2 separate regions of the Mus musculus genome follow, and region 2 is linked to region 1. Evidence: chromatin contacts called from public HiCAR-type data. All regions are on one chromosome and are shown on one strand. Each heading gives the region's core, a stretch centred on a gene start, on an enhancer-like site or on the middle of the called end of the contact. The rest is flanking DNA. Distances are from core to core; before and after follow the strand shown.

The links. HiCAR-type assays count read pairs that join an accessible place to other places.
Region 2: a contact with region 1 is called in a HiCAR-type map of astrocytes, with 9 times the contacts expected there. The contact joins the promoter of Mtr here to the promoter of Dip2c in region 1.

The regions. Positions count from the first base shown.
Region 1 is chr13:9,273,448-9,281,233 of GRCm38.p6, forward strand. Dip2c (disco interacting protein 2 homolog C) reads left to right here and starts at 3,078. Exons shown (of 37, transcript NM_001081426.2): 1 at 3,078-3,619. The coding sequence starts at 3,535.
Region 2 is chr13:12,254,916-12,262,701 of GRCm38.p6, forward strand. It overlaps Mtr (5-methyltetrahydrofolate-homocysteine methyltransferase), which reads right to left and starts at 3,198. Exons shown (of 33, transcript NM_001081128.3): 1 at 2,947-3,198.

The DNA of each region.
Region 1 (7,786 bases), core at 1,828-4,327:
AATGGAGACTAGGGTTTCAGTCCTGGTTTTATTATATTTTACTTCCTTAAGGTTTTTCATCTATAACATGGAAAGTGGAATGAGATCTTTAGAGATTTCTTAATTAGTGGCTAGATTGATCATAATGAAAAGAATGGGGCCAAACATTGTGCCAGCAGTATCTACTGTATTTTAATATGTTCTTAAGTAAACACCAAACCAATGGACATACCTCACAGTATAGGACCCGGTATAGAACCAAAAGAACCGGCAGTCTGGAGCTCACAGTTTTCAAGTTTATCATTGCTAGTGGCTTATTTCTCTCCCACAGTTCTCTACCGAGAAGCAGATCTTCATAAGAGAGCAACACTTGTCAAATGAATGAGATTTCCAGAGGTTTGTTCCTGGTCTTCAAGGAGTCTACCCACAGGCTAAAGATTAAGACTAACTGAAGGTCAAATTGGATGAAATCAGAGTGATAGGAACATAGTAAGGGAGAAGAGAGCTGACGGGGAAAATTCTGAGCCAACAAGAGAATTCATAATCAAGATGAGATGGCTCAGCAAGTAAGAGTACTAACTGCTCTTCCACCTCTGGAAGACCCGGATTCCATTCCAAGTACTCACATGGCAGATCACAACTGTCTGTGACTTCAAATCCTGAAGATCTAACATGCTGACTTCTATACATAAAAATAAACATAAACAAGATGAAAACAATTAAGAAGATGGATGTTCCATTTGGGGGCTGGGGTGTACTCAGGTTTTAGAATGTTGGTTTAGCCCTGGGATTGGTTGCCAGCATTGCATAAACCAGGCAGCATGGTACATACCATCTTTGGTTACATAGTAAGTTGGAGGCCAGCCTTGAACACATGAGGTCCTGCCTCAGAAGACTGATGTACAATTAGCAAGGATGCTGAATATTAGTCATCCTTTCTTCAAGAACCTATGGGGGGTGGGCAGGTAAGACTAGGCTGAAGGTTGGAGCAGTTAGTGAGGGTCCCCTAGTTTAAAGCTAAGAAGTTCACTTGCGTTCCATAAGAAGATGTGCTGAAGCACTGTTGAAAGAAGTGTCTACAATTTCAGGGTCCCATTGCTGGGTACACCATCTCAATGGTCTTTAGAATATTCCAGGCAGGAAGAAGCATGGGGACTAGAAACAGTGTTTGCAGGCATGGGAAGGAAGCAGACCATCAGTGTTTTTGTGGGATACATTTGAGGGGACTGAGAAGCAAAAGTTGTGTGAAGATAAAGGAAGGTAGAGAAGCCAGGGTGACTTTAGCCTAGATAATTAGGAAAACACTAGTAGCTGATAAAAGCAGGTGGGTGATGGGTAAGACCCTAAGGCCGAAGGCACCGTACACATTATTCATAGGACATGGCAGAATCCATCAATGCTAATCAGTAAGTTTCTTCTTTGTTGGCTGTCTTGCTTGGTACTGGAAGGTGCTATGCAGGCTGTGGATGTGTGTGTTTAACAGTTTTAACCATCTATGAACCCTGCAATAATAACCTGAATGATATTAATACTATGTGTGAAGATCAAGGTCATATGCTTTCACAACTGCTGTCTGATTGGATTTCAGACCTGCCTCACAGGAGGAAACATATGCCTGGTACTGCAAATCTGGCTGGGGAGATCATAGGTAGGAGTGAACCTAACCTACTATTACTACTCCGCTAAAGGGACGAGGCATCAAACTGCCCTCTAAATTTGTATTTCTCTACCCACAGACTAGTGCAGACTTCCGACCTCATCAGAGGAATTTCTTTGTGTAGTGGTTGACACAGAAACTCACAACTGATCAAAGTGGAGAGAATAGATGTCAGTAGAGTGCTCAGTCACAAATAGGGCGTCTGTATCATAACCCCACACCCGAAGCTCAGAGACCATCACAGAAGACGGAGTAGAAAGATTGTAATAGTCAGAGGTTGAGGAAAACTGGGAACAAAACTGTCTTCTGGACACGACAATACCTCTGGACTCACAAACTCACAGAAGCTATGGTTGCCAGCACAGGATGAAGGCAGTTAACATTCTAGCATGCCATAGCAAAGGGCTAATGAGCTCCTATCCCTATGGCCAGTTGATGGCTTCTCGGGGAGGGAGAGTCAGTTTTTTATTATTTTTTTCCATAAGGATGTGCCTCCTGTGAGATCAGCCATCCTGAAATATTTGAGCAGAACAAATTGGAGTCCATAGGTTATTGAATAATAATAATAATAATAATAATAGACATAAAATTGGGATAGTAGAGAGGTGGGGATGACTCTGGGAGGAGCTAAGGGATACATTGTAGGAGATTCTCAAAGAGTTAATAAAATGCTTTAAGAAGCAGGTGGATGTTTAATGTTAGGAGATGCTGTTTTTACTTTGGTTTTGTGGTGTTTGGGGCTTCAGGGGCAGCTAGGTGAGATTACTCTGGAGACAGCTGGCCATGCGAGAATGCCCCCAAATAGTCAGACTCCGTATCAGCCATTCAGAATAGACATTGATACCATCACAGGCGATGACCAAAGGGAAAAAAATTCACAAGAGGTAGAAGAAAAGCAGGGGATGATATTGTAGGATGTGAGGGAGAAGACACTTGCTGAAGACTCCTTAGGCTGGACAGTGTGTGACAGACCCAACCTACCTTGATTTATTTCCACGGATGGGAAAAATGAAGTCTAGACAAAACATTGTGTGTTTCAAGGTCATATAGTAGTCTGTTCTAGATCCATGCTTTTAAACTTCAAACCTAGGACTCAATCTATGTCTCATGCTGTTTTGTTTTTTTTTTTTAATTATTTTTTCCTCTTAAAAGTATTTTAAAAAAATCAGCCCTCGATGATCCAGAACATTTGAAGTTTTAACAAGCAGGCTAGGGTGTGCTTCCGAATGCCTTCTTTATTTTTCTCCTTGAGTCTTGAGGAGCCTAACTAAGCCTCAGGGTTGGGAAGACCCCCTCCTAAGGCCAAATGCACCACTGTCCCACGAGCGCGCTCTCGAAGTACTCGCTGGAGGCCCCGCCCCCCTGAGCGCGCGCCGCCGTGGCACGTCCGCGCGCTCCCACCCTCCGCGCGCGCCTTCTTGTTGCCCGGTGCGCGCGCAGCGGCGCTCGCTCCCGCCGGGGCAGGGCGGCCGCGGAGCAGCTCGAGAGCCCTGTGGCCGTGACCGCGGGCGGGCCCGTGATCCGGTGCCGGCCGAGCGGGGCCGGAGCCCGCGGCTGGGGGAGGCGCGCAGAGAGCCGGGCGCGAGGCCACCGCCAGGGTCGGGGCCGCGCTGAGGAGGCTGAGGAGACTGACGAGGCACTGAGGAGGCGCTGAGGAGACGCTGAGGAGGCTGACGAGGCGCTGAGGAGACTGAGGAGGCGCTGAGGAGACTGACGAGGCTGAGGAGGCTAAGGAGAAAATCCCCGCGCGCCTGCCCGCCGCCGCCCGGCCTCCCGCTCCCGCCCGCCCGCCGCCGCCTCCTCAGTGCGGCTCCTCCGGGTTCGAGTGGCGGCCGCTGAGGAGCCCTCCGTCGGCGAACAAAGAGGAGGCCGGCAGGGCGGAGGCGTCTGCGGCGAGCATGGCGGACCGCAGCCTGGAAGGCATGGCTCTCCCGTTGGAGGTGAGGGCCCGGCTGGCCGAGCTGGAGCTGGAGCTGTCGGAAGGTAACAGCAACCCCCCTTAGCCCCGCGCCCGGGCCGGGCCGGGACACCGCTTCTCTGGAGCGCGCTCGGGGCCCCGCGGGCCGGGCCGTGCTGTCACTCCGGGGAGGGCGCGCGCCGGGCCTCGGGGTGGCGGGGCCCCGGCCCTGACCCTGGCCCGGGCCCCGTGTGGTGGCCCCGGGGAGGGTGCATGTGTGTGCATGTGCTTGTGTGCGCGCGTGCTTGTGTGTGTGTGTGTGTGTGTGTGTGTGTGTAGTGTGTGTGCGTGTGTATGTGTGTGTGTGCACGCGCGCGCGTGTGCGTGCCGCGGCCCCCGCCCTCCAGGCTCAACTGGCACGGTGCAGCCGCGATGCCCCCTGCGCGCTGCGGCTGGGCCCGGGGCTCCCGGCTACGAAGCAAGATGGAGCAACCTTTAGGGCTGCGGGGGAAATGGCCTTGGTGGGGATGTGCGCTCTTCCCTAATGGAGAGGCGCTGCGTCCTTGATGCAGCTGCAGTACCACCACCACCACCACCACCACCACCACCACCATCATCACCACCACCACATGCACCAGCAGCACCACCAGCACCAGCACAGCACATGCTTCCACGCTCCCTGCTTGGGGACGGCCTCTGAATGGCCTGATTTTAATGCGAAACTTGTCAGTGGACTTCGGGATTGGATCCCCCTGAGGCTGCAGGCACACGGTCCTGTCAGCGGGAGGAAGATAGTAGTACTATTGTTCCGGCGTGTTTGTGACGAGCTGGTTGAGTTAGAGCCCTAAAACCTCCCCCCTCAGGCCAGGTTGGATGCCTCCTTCCCATCGTGCCGGATAGAGACATTGAGACTTTGCGGCTGCTCTGCTGTGATTTCACGGAGTGTTATATACGCTTTCGTCTTTGCTCTTCATGGTGGACATCATGTGCTCAACTGTCATAAGTTTCAGCTTGGGTTTTGTAGGTTCTTTTTTCCTTTTTCCTCCACTAAAGTTCCAAAATGTGTCTAGTAATAAATATTTAGCGGTCATCCCACTCATTGAGAAGACTACAGCTTAGTGGTGTGGAAATGGCCTGTCGTCTCTCTTGAGTTAATATTTGGAGCAGTTTAGCATGGTAAACTTTTTTTTTTTTTGGTAACGATTTGTGAGGGCCAGCAGCCAGAACGTAAATTCATTCGTGCCAGTTTTCATCATGGGGAGGAGCTGACGTTGACTTTACGTTTTCCCTTTTAACACTTGCAGGGTGGAGAGTAAACCAGGTGGCTGTAAGTGTTGCTTCTGTTATCAGATTCTCATAGATTAGACATTTTCTTTATCCCGAATTTGGGGTTCTCCAAGGTGTTTTGGAAGCAGTCCCTGGGAAGCTCCAATGGAGGAAAAGATAATGTGTCCCAGACTGTGCTTCCTGCCTCAGTTCTGACCATCTAGAGATAAGAGAGAGCATCACCCTTCCACAGGCAGAAAGGGCAGGGCTGAATTCTTTAGATTTAAACTGGAAGATGAGGTATGCAGTGTGGACAGTGTATTTCTAGTAAGTAACTATAAAGAAACATTTGTGTTTTGTTAGACTTGAGATAGACTGTCTTCTTCAGCTTACCAGCGCTGTTTTATCGTCTGCATCCTGTATTGAAAGCACCCCTTCCCATTCATGTTCTCACTCAAAGCAAGCACCTCTGCTATCTGCACTATGTTAATGTGATGTGTCTCTGCCCACCCATACTTGAAAAGTGAGAAGCCATCTGAACCTGCATTGAGCCCTTTCCGCAGGGTCTGAATCTCCCTGCCTACTAGGAAGTCAATTCACATTTACTCTCAAAGCCTCACATAATGCCTGGAGCCACATATCCTGCTCTCCTCTTGTTGAGAGTAGCTGTCTGTTTTGTTTTTAGGTAACAGCGGTCACCTGTCATGATCGATCACTCTTGAAGAGTGAGTGTTGCCCAGAGAAGTATGGAAAACCACTTTAGATGAGGTGTACTTAGCTTAACTCCCTGTGAGCACCTTGTGTCTGTATAGAACTTAGAGGACTCAATGAGTTTCTTGGTGAATGGGTGGGCTTAGAGAAGTGTGTACATATATTTGTATTCAGGAAGTCCTTTTCTATTTTCTTTTTCTATATGAGCTATGTTGAGACCTGACCTAAACTTTTAAGAATTACAAAAAGAATAGAATAGAAAAGAAAAGAAAAGAAAAGAAGAAAAGAAAAAAAAAAGCCTTTTGTCACTGTGTTCAGCTTCTGCTACTCCTTGGAACCTGCTCTTCTCCCAGCCCCCACCTCCCATCTATGTATTAGCTGTGCTACCTTTGACTTTATTATAAAGTGTGGCTTTGTCATTGTTGAGTTTTGATTGTGATTTACAAAAAACCATTTGAAATTCCATGTCTTGTAACCAAGGGGATTGTTTTCCTGGAAGAGATGAATCAATTTGTTTTCTAGTATTGCTGCTATTCTAGTATAGAAACCTAGGAGGTGAAGATCAAGAATCTCTGGGTCTCTTTACCTTGCCTAACTGGGAGAAAAAAATCCCAACATACCCAGTTTCAAAGTGAAAACTTAGGATGACTTTTACTGTCAAATTATTGCAGTGTACTGCTTCCCAGTATATTGTCCACCAAAATCTATATGGAAAGAGTTAAGTTCCTTGTCTGTACATGCCTTTAATCCCCGTGCTCAGGAGACAAGCAGTTCTCTGAATTCTAGGCCAGCCTGGTCTTTGTAGCAGGTTCCAGGCCAGCCAGAGCTACATAGTGAGACTCTGTCTCAAAAAAGAAACAAACAGAAGAGTTGGTTATTTTATTTATTCAACTATCAGAATATCAGAAAGTGTTACAGGAAAATCTGTGGAATTTCCAGGGCTCATTTTCTAAGAGGAGAATAAAAGAAAATTCCATTTTAATGACATACATTGAAAAAAAAATGACCAGACTATTAAAGTTTTTATATCAGCTACCAGCCTAAATGAGTTGTAGATTACCTAGATTTCTATACATTGGTTCACTTTGGGTCTGTACCATCTACTGGGGTGCTGTTATATATACTGATGCTATTTTTATTTGATCAAGTTATTGTTTGTTTGATAAGGATTTGTCCATTGGTAACTTGGCTGCAGGTTTTTTGTTTGTTTTAACCTTCCTGCTTTATTGTGCCTTTGCTCTTTCTCTAGCCTCTGTCACTGCCCAGTGCTTCCTTCACTGAGAAAAGCTAGGCTTTGTTTGCCATTATAGAGTCTTGTCAGTAAAACCCAAGAGGTTTTTGCAGGAGGTGTAGTGTGCAGCTTCTTATATTGATTCAGACAGCCCTGGGCCTACATGTGTGAATATATTCACTGGTGTGGGGCCAGGATCTTGGATCTGTTTAGACACTTGAGTCTGGACATGAGCTGGGGAAAAAGCCATTCCTGAGCTGGCTTCTACAGTATGCCTGGCAGGGCTGTGGTGGGGCCTTTCTCATACTCTTTTTCTTAGATAATTTTTCTTCTTTAAAACCAACAAGCAAACACAACAGTAACAAACAACAACAATGACAACAGAACCCACTATTCATGCCTTTTGGAATTATACATTTTGGGTTTTGGGGATTTTTGTTTGTTTGGTTGGTTTTTTTTTTTGGCTTTGAAGGATCTAGACACAATTTCATTAATATGTGATTAAACATTATCTGGCTTGAGGAAAAAAGTTTATACAGGAATGCCAAAAGAATTAGAGGAGGAAACAGAAAAATGGTATAAAAACAGACTGATGCTTTATTAAAGAAAAGAAATCATTGCTTGCCAACCGTTTTGGGTAAGATCAGATATAAAAAAATGATCTAGCTTAGTTCCTGACTGTTGTGTCAGTAGGTTTCTTTGTTAGCTGGTCAGTTGTTCCTGGGCTGGGCCTGTACTTCATTGGCCTTGTTAGAGCTAGAGCAGAAGCCTCTTCCTATGCTTTCCTTTTAGCTCGTTTGACACAGGGTCTCATAAAGTGAGAGTCCCTGGATGTGAATTTCCTAGGCAATTAAGGAGGACCTTGAATTTCCAACCTTCCTGTTGCTGAGATCGCATGCATTTAGCACCATGCTCAGCTTATGTGTTGCTAAAGATTGAAACATGGGGCTTCATGTTATTAGGCAAATATCTCACCAACAGACTAACATCCCTAACCTATGTAATATACATTGAAATGAGATGGCATCTCACTATATTGCTCTGG
Region 2 (7,786 bases), core at 1,948-4,447, 3.0 Mb after region 1:
TCTTAAGAGGCCACTGACTCTTCTAGTAGGAGTTTATCTTTTATTACGTTTAATTATCATTAAAGACCAGCATTCCTAATTACCATCAGAACCTTCTCTTAAATGTAAATCCCCTTGGGCCAAAGAGAAGGCTCTGTAGGAAAAAGTGCTTACTGTGTAAACCTGAGAGCCTGAGTCGCCACATCCCCAAGGTAGGAAGAAAGAACAGGTCTCCTGAGACTTTAGCCAACAGGTGCAAGCCAACATACCAGAGCCACCCCTCAAACAATAAGGAAAATTTAAAAACCAAATCCTCCCAATGACTGTCCTTTCCCTTAGCATAGTGTGGGCATTCACTGAAACTTTATTCTTCTGTAAAGAATGCGCCCCACCTCAAAGTTTCTGTGTTCAGTTCATTAGGTCTAGAATATTCTGTGTGTTTTACAACTTAATAGAGCGGATTCTATGTCTGATCTCAGCAGGAAAGTAAAGAAGGGACGACTACTCTATGTAGAACGGATTCTCTGACACATCTTTTAAGGTGAATAAAAGGCGGCATGGTTTCATAGTAACTCCCAGTAGATGATTAGAAACAGCTTTATGTTTAATATCTGTGTGCATGTAAATAAGTGCTACATAGAAAAGAGTTCTGAGACCCGTCCTGGTGAATAAGCCCATGAAGCAATTGTATTTTCCCCAATTTGAGTAGATCCTACAGCTTTGTAGAATCGGGTATTTCGTTGTTTTAGGTTTTGTTTTTCCTTCTTCTTTTCTTCCTTCTCTTGACTTGGTACCATTTGTCTTCACAGCAAATATTCCAAAGGATAAATAGATGTAGAACTGGTGACAGCACCCACCAGATGCTGAAAGGAACATAAAGTCAGGTAGTAGCCGAGAACTACCTAAGACTGGGCTACAGCTCAGGGTAAATCACTCGCCTAGCATGTACGAAGGCTTACAGCAGACTCCCTAGCACCCCAGCACTGCAAACAAACAAGTGAAAACCAAGCAACTTAAAGAATAACAAGTTATAGGACAATTAGTTCCTAATATGGGCCTGTAAGTGACATGCTACAGTGTCAGGAACACAGCTCCTCTGGAGAGAATGGCCTTAACAGGGGTCACAAAAGGACTTCCCTTTCACAGGACAAAATGGTGTAGAATAAAAAATACTTCTCTTTTTTGCACTACAAGCAAACTACCTCAATGCATTCTCAGCAGTTTCCCGCTTTGGCTACTTTACAATCTGCTCCACAAGCTCCTTGGAGGACACATCTTTCATCTGGGGCCTCTAATCTCTAGATTGAACTGATTTGCTACATTTTATAGGCATCTGTTCACATATTATCTCATTTTTGAAATATTTTTTTCTCCCACTAATTTTTAAAGGCCAGAAGAGATCTGAGCTGCTACCAATTCACTGGCTCCTTTTATTCATTCTTCCATTAGTCACTCTTAGCTAAGTTCATAAAAGCATGCAAGGGAGAAACATGAGATCACTAGAAGCTGCAGCAGAAACTTTCTCACACACAGGGTCTGAGGTTATACCCTCTCCCTGACCATCTGCTGGAGGGATTTACTCTTGGCAAGCATTCCACCACTGAACCATATCCACAGCCTGGGACATATCCAGCTTTCAGTTCAACCTTGAAGTTCGGTAATCTTAGTTCTTCCTTGAGACTTGACAGTATAACAGTAAATAACACAGAAAGAAACAAAAAACAAAAGCTGGACACCAGTGGCTAAGGGTTTTTTAGGATGTTAAAGCAACGTGGTTGTAATACCAACACATAGGTGAGAGAGGCAGAACTATTTCTAAGCTACAGGTAAGGAGCCTAGAACTTGATGTTCACCCATGGAGGAAAGTGGAGAAGAGAGCAGGGCCAGGTGCAAATAGCCAACCATTTTCTCTCATTTTCTGCAAGGGATCACTATTTAATCTATTCTAAATTTTCAGAGGCTTTCTGCAGCAATAACTATATTCAATTACTCTTCTTTTTCTAAAAAGAAAGGAAGAAGCCTGAAGCCCTAAAAGACTAAATAACCATGCCGTAACTCTATGAAAAAGAGCGATCTTTTTTTATAGCAACAGCAATGTGCTGCCGGGCAATGTCCCACTGGTTTCAAGAACAATTCTACCAGCCCTATTTGTCAGATATTCACCCTCCTCCTAGGGCTACACACTATGCCACACCATACTCACTGTTCTGTCTTAAAAAGAAACAGGATCTCATGTTACCGAGGCTGGTCCAGAACTCATTGTGTTCCAGAGAATAGCCTTAGACGTAAACCCCTTCGAGTCTAGCTTTATGCAGAGCTAGGGATTAACTAAACCAGAGCTTCCTGTCCGCTGGGCAAGCACAACCTGATGTCCTTATTACTAATTCTCTCGACTCTACGTCTTACCTCACTCACACGTCTTATAGGAATCTCTCTCCAAATCTTTAAGACACTCAAAACTGAAATTATACTCCCTTTGTGTCTTTTCTCATTGTGGAGGCCAGAGCCACCAATATCCGAGTAATTTGCGATTACTATTCTGCCTTCCATCCCCACTCCTGGGTACTGAGAGTCCAGTCAGGCAACCGTCAAGCTAAAGCCAGAGTTTCCAAAAGTAAAGAGTAGAAAAGGAAATTAAAACCCCACGTGGTTCAACTGTCTAGGCTGCCTTACCGGCCTCCCAGCATCTGAACTCGTCTCGGGCAGACAGCTTTCCGTAAACATTTACTGAATACAGTTATATCATGCAGAACTTCCCAGGAGCCCCGCGGGAAGTTGTTGCTAGAAGTTGCAGCGCTAAAGGCAGCGCTCGTCGCTCCGCCACCGGACCGAGCGTGTGCGGGTGAGTGAAGAAAGAGACCCAGCAAGGACCGCGTCCCCCCCGAACTCCAGGCTGGGTCTCCGAAGGAGAAACTCCTGGAGAGCCGAGGCACCCACAGAACCGCTAGACCTGGATGGAGGAGTTACCGAGTGACAACAGCGCAGGCGACGCGCCGCCAAGAGTCCTCCTCAAGCAGGGAAGGCTTGATCTCCAAAGAATTCCACCGCGGGCGGCTCCAGCCAGCGTTTTCTGGCCTGACGAACTGACAAGATCCCCGAAGCTCCAGAGCCGACACACCGGGCCTCCGGGTACCGTGCCTCGGGCACGCGCTTCTTACGGAACTCCCAAGCGCAGAGCTCCCCGCTACAGAGCAAGGCCGCAGCGACAGACTAAAGGAATTGACGACGTAGAGACGGCCGCCGCCGCCACTGCGCCGTTAGCTCTCCGCTCAATCTAGCCTCCGGCAGGAGGGCCCGCCCCCTTCCCGGCATGTGATTGGCCCTCAACAGCTCCTCGCCGCCGTGTATAGGCTGTTGGTCGTTACCCAATCGCCGGAGGCTTTGCTCCGTGGCCCTATGGGAGATGTAGTCCTGAGTACTGGGTCCCTATGGAGACCAGAGCGTCTCTTCCCTGAGTTCTGGAAATGGTTCCCAAAGACCTCTCCAAGTTCTAGTCGAAAAATTCATACTATAGTATTGGCTCTCATCAGTGGTGGAGTATCAAGGGCCAGGAATCTGAAGTCAGAAAATTAATTGTAGCTTAGTTTTGCAGACACTAAATATCTTGTCTCCCTCATCCACAGAAAAGAAAGACTAGAATGAAAGTGACTATTAATTTATAGGCTTGCAACAGGGGTTAAAAAAAGAACCCGTGAGTACACTATGGAAATTATGAGGCACTATAGATGCTAATGGCCACACTGATACTAAACATTTACTGAGTAAAACACTCAAGTTGAGATACACACTTGGATAGCACAAGTGGGCCAGTAAGAACTTGCACAAATAATTAAACATGGAAAGAAGAAAGTAGGAAACATCCCAAAGGGTTTATGGTATTCTAAGGCAAATAAGTATCTGGGGCAGAGACGGGAAGATTCCTGGGTTTTGCTAGCTGCCAGTCTGAATGAAAAGCCAGTGAGCTACAGGTTCAGAAAACAATCCTGGCTAAAGAAATAAGGTGGATAGTGAGAAAGGAGAATACAGATGGTCTCCTTTGGGCTCTGCAATACAGGAGCTCATTTATCTTAGCACACAGACATGCATACAATGCACACACGCACACACACACAAACAAACAAAGTAGTTGGGTCTTAAAGGAAGGGTATATTTTTTTTAGTCAGAGGAAATACACAAATAAAACATAACATTTTTTTCCCTTAGGAAGATCAAAGTTCCCTCCAAACCTAATTTGATGTTTTATTACTAGAAGCAAAGACCAGCATGGCACAGCATCACTCCAGAGGAATTAAGGAAGCACCTTGGGCTGCTTCACTCACATTCATTTGAAGAATGGATACCCCCTACCTCAGAATGCTTTAGGGAGGGGCTGCTACCCTTACATGGTTCCTTATTAAATTTGAAAAGTGCCTCAAAAGTTTTGACACCAGAAAGACACCCCAAAAACATGTGTCTAAACTGCAACTTCAGGTGAATATGACTAAAGCAGTTACATTGTGAGAAGTGCTGAAGGTATGAGATGTCTTCCCTGGCACAGGAGTGACCATGGTTCCTCACCACATGGTGTAGCCACCTGTCTTAGTTAGGGTTTTACTGCTGTGAACAGACACCATGACCAAGGCAAGTCTTATAAAAAACAACATTTAACTGGGCCTGGCTTACAGGTTCAGAGGTTCAGTCCATTATCATCAAAGTGGGAGCATGGCAGTATGCAGGCAGGCATGGGGCAGGAGGAGCTGAGAGTTCTATGTCTTCATCCAAAGGCTGCTAGTGGAAGACTGACTTCCAGGCAACTAGGGTGAGGATCTTATACCCACACCCACAGTGACACACCCATTCCAAGCAGGTCACACCTATTCCAAGAAGGCCACACCTTCAGATGGTGCCACTCCCTGGTCCAAGTTATACAAACCATCACACCACCCATGAAGAAGTTTCCCTTGAGCTGAGTTACAGGGACATTTGCTCCCTGCATGACTGCGAGCTGAGCAGTGTTGGGAGGGCATCCAGGAGGTGGAGGAGGAATGTTGCCAGCGGTGGCACCAGCTCCAAATCTGGCACCTGCATCATGCCCTCCTTCCACCAACACTGCTGAGCCAGGTGAATAGTTGGGACCAACTGCATAATAAGCCATGGGTATTGTGGAACCTAGAGGCCCAACAGCCACAGACTGGGCCATAGGCAGATACAATGAGGCGCCAGGAAATGCAGCTGACATGGTGGGGACTGTGGCAGCCCCTGGATGAACAAAGCTTGGACGATAGAGCTCTGAATATGCAGGTGGAGCATCAGTATAGGGTGGAGCCTGAGGAAGATGTAAGGTCTGAGGATATACTGGATTCCCAGGAGGTTGCACAGGGTAGGTAGGCTGTGTTGGATTGAAAGAAAAATAAAACTTGAGACCTGTGATTCATGTAATTTATGTCAAATAGCCCAAAGAGTTGTTTGTGAGCTTTGAAGCCTGGGACTGAGAACATAGCAGAACAGGCCAGGACATGCCCGGGCAGGCCTGTCGTTAAGACATTCCTGAGGCTGCTTGGCCATAAAGATAAAGAGAATGCTAAGACATGTCTGGACTGGCCTGGCGCCTCCATATCTCCCGCCCTTCTGACGTGGATTAAATGTTAACCAGATGCTCTGCTGTTACTTCGATCTGCACATACAGTTTGCTGGTGTTTAAATAAACCAATCCTGTGAAACCGCACCAATTCCTCCTACAGCCCCAGACCCTTTTCTATAAAAACCCCTAGCTTTTGAGCCTCGTGGCCAACAACCGTTGTCTCCTGTGTGAGATACATGTCGGCCCAGAGCTCCATCATTAAACTACCTTGTGTGTTTGCATCAAGACAGTCTCTCGTGATTCTTTGGGTGCACGCCGACTCGGGATACGAGTGGGGGTTTCCCCTCTAGGTTCTTTCAGGATATTGACCTCCTTTGCTGTTCATGGTGGCTCCAACATAACACCTTTTCTTTCTTTTTTTTTTGTTTTTTGTTTTTTGAGACAGGGTTTCTCAGTGTAGCCCCGGCTGTCCTGGAACTCACTTTGTAGACCAGGCTGGCCTCGAACTCAGAAGTCCGCCTGCCTCTGCCTCTGCCTCCCAAGTGCTGGGATTAAAGGCATGCACCACCACGCCCGGCATAACACTTTTTAATATAGAATTTTAGTATATAGTACAGTTTGGCTTTGAATTAGCCTCCTGTGTCTCACCAAGACCTGCAAAACACAACATTTCTTTTTTCAGATTTTAAAAACAAAGGATAGTTCAGTAAGGTCAGTGATAGTTAAAGAGATTAAAAGCAGATGTATCTAGAAAAATAAAAAGATATATAGAGCCAGGAGTATAGGGGTAGTGGTACAGGCTCATAATCCCAGCATTTAAGAGAATGAGGCAGTAGGTTTATGAGTTCCAGCCTAGCCTGGGCTACATCGCAAGACTGTGTTCATAGGAAGAAAATAAGCACAGCATTCCCATGTTACTGTAAATAACTACACCAGAGTTTTTATGTATTTTATTATTTTTTTTTTCTATGTGTTTCTCAAGAGGAGGTCTCACATTATAATCTAAACTATTCTAAACCTGTTTCCTAGCCCAGGATAACATCAAACAGGCAATCTTCCTGCTCAGCCTACTAAGTGTTGGCATAGGTATAGGCCATACACCTGACTCAGTTAGTAAACTTTAAAATTATGGTATAGGTTGAAGAGGTAGCTCATCCATTAAAAGCACTTGCTGCTCTTGCAGAGGACCAGATATGGTTCCCATTACCCACATGATGGCTCACAAGCCTCTGTAACTCAGGTTCCAAGGGATATAGTGCCATCTGCTGGTCACCTTAGGTACCTGCATGATGTGCATACACATATAAAATAAAAATACATCTTTAAAACATATAAGAATATATGTAGCACCCTTGTGTAGGAGATATAAACAAAATGTATTGTCTTTTCTCTTTTTTGTTTATTTCACTGGAGACCAAAGAAGGGAGTTAGGCCTGCTGGAGCTGGTGCTCGTGAGCTGCCAGAAGTTCATGGTAGAACCAAACCAAATCAGCAAGTTTTCTTAACCACTGAGCCATCATTCTAGCCCTGTACCATCTTTTCTATCAAATGGGGTTAAGTAAGACTGTAGGAAGCCACTCCAGGCTGTAAACAGGCCAGCCGGACAGAAATCTGGCCAGGCAGTAAACAAGCCCATGTTTGGTGGATGGCCCGCCCTTAATCCCTGATTGGCTGAGCGAGCCTGCCTGGTGAGGTGATGTGACCTGTGGTGATTGGTGGGGGCGTGGTTGTTGCTCGAATGGAGAAAAACACTTGTAACTAGAGAGGCTGGGGAATTTGAAGAAAAAAGCTGCCTGAGTAAAAACTGCTTTAAGAAGAACCGGTGGTTGCGTTTTTTTGCTTGCTGGTAGAGTGGGACCCGACATAAGACAAACTCCATTTTTTGTTTGTTTGTTTGTTTGTTTGTTTGTTTGTTGAAATAGTCTCATCATATGACCCTGCTTGGCATGGAACTTGCTATCTAGCCTGACATCCAACGCACAGAGATCCACCCACCTCTGTCTCCTGAGCACTAGAATTGAAAGCATGTGCTACCACACCCAGCTGACAAACTCTATTTTTTAAAATTACACATAAGCTATTTGAAAAAAAAACAAGTCAGATTTTTCTGGGGTCTGAGTCTTGAAATCAAATCGAGCGCTCAAAGTTACACTCTGTGCTCAAATTTGCATTCTTTTTCCTAGCTGAGTATCTTTAAATTAACCAGGCCCATAAGAGTGCAAAGCCACCTTGTGGTAGGAATAAAAA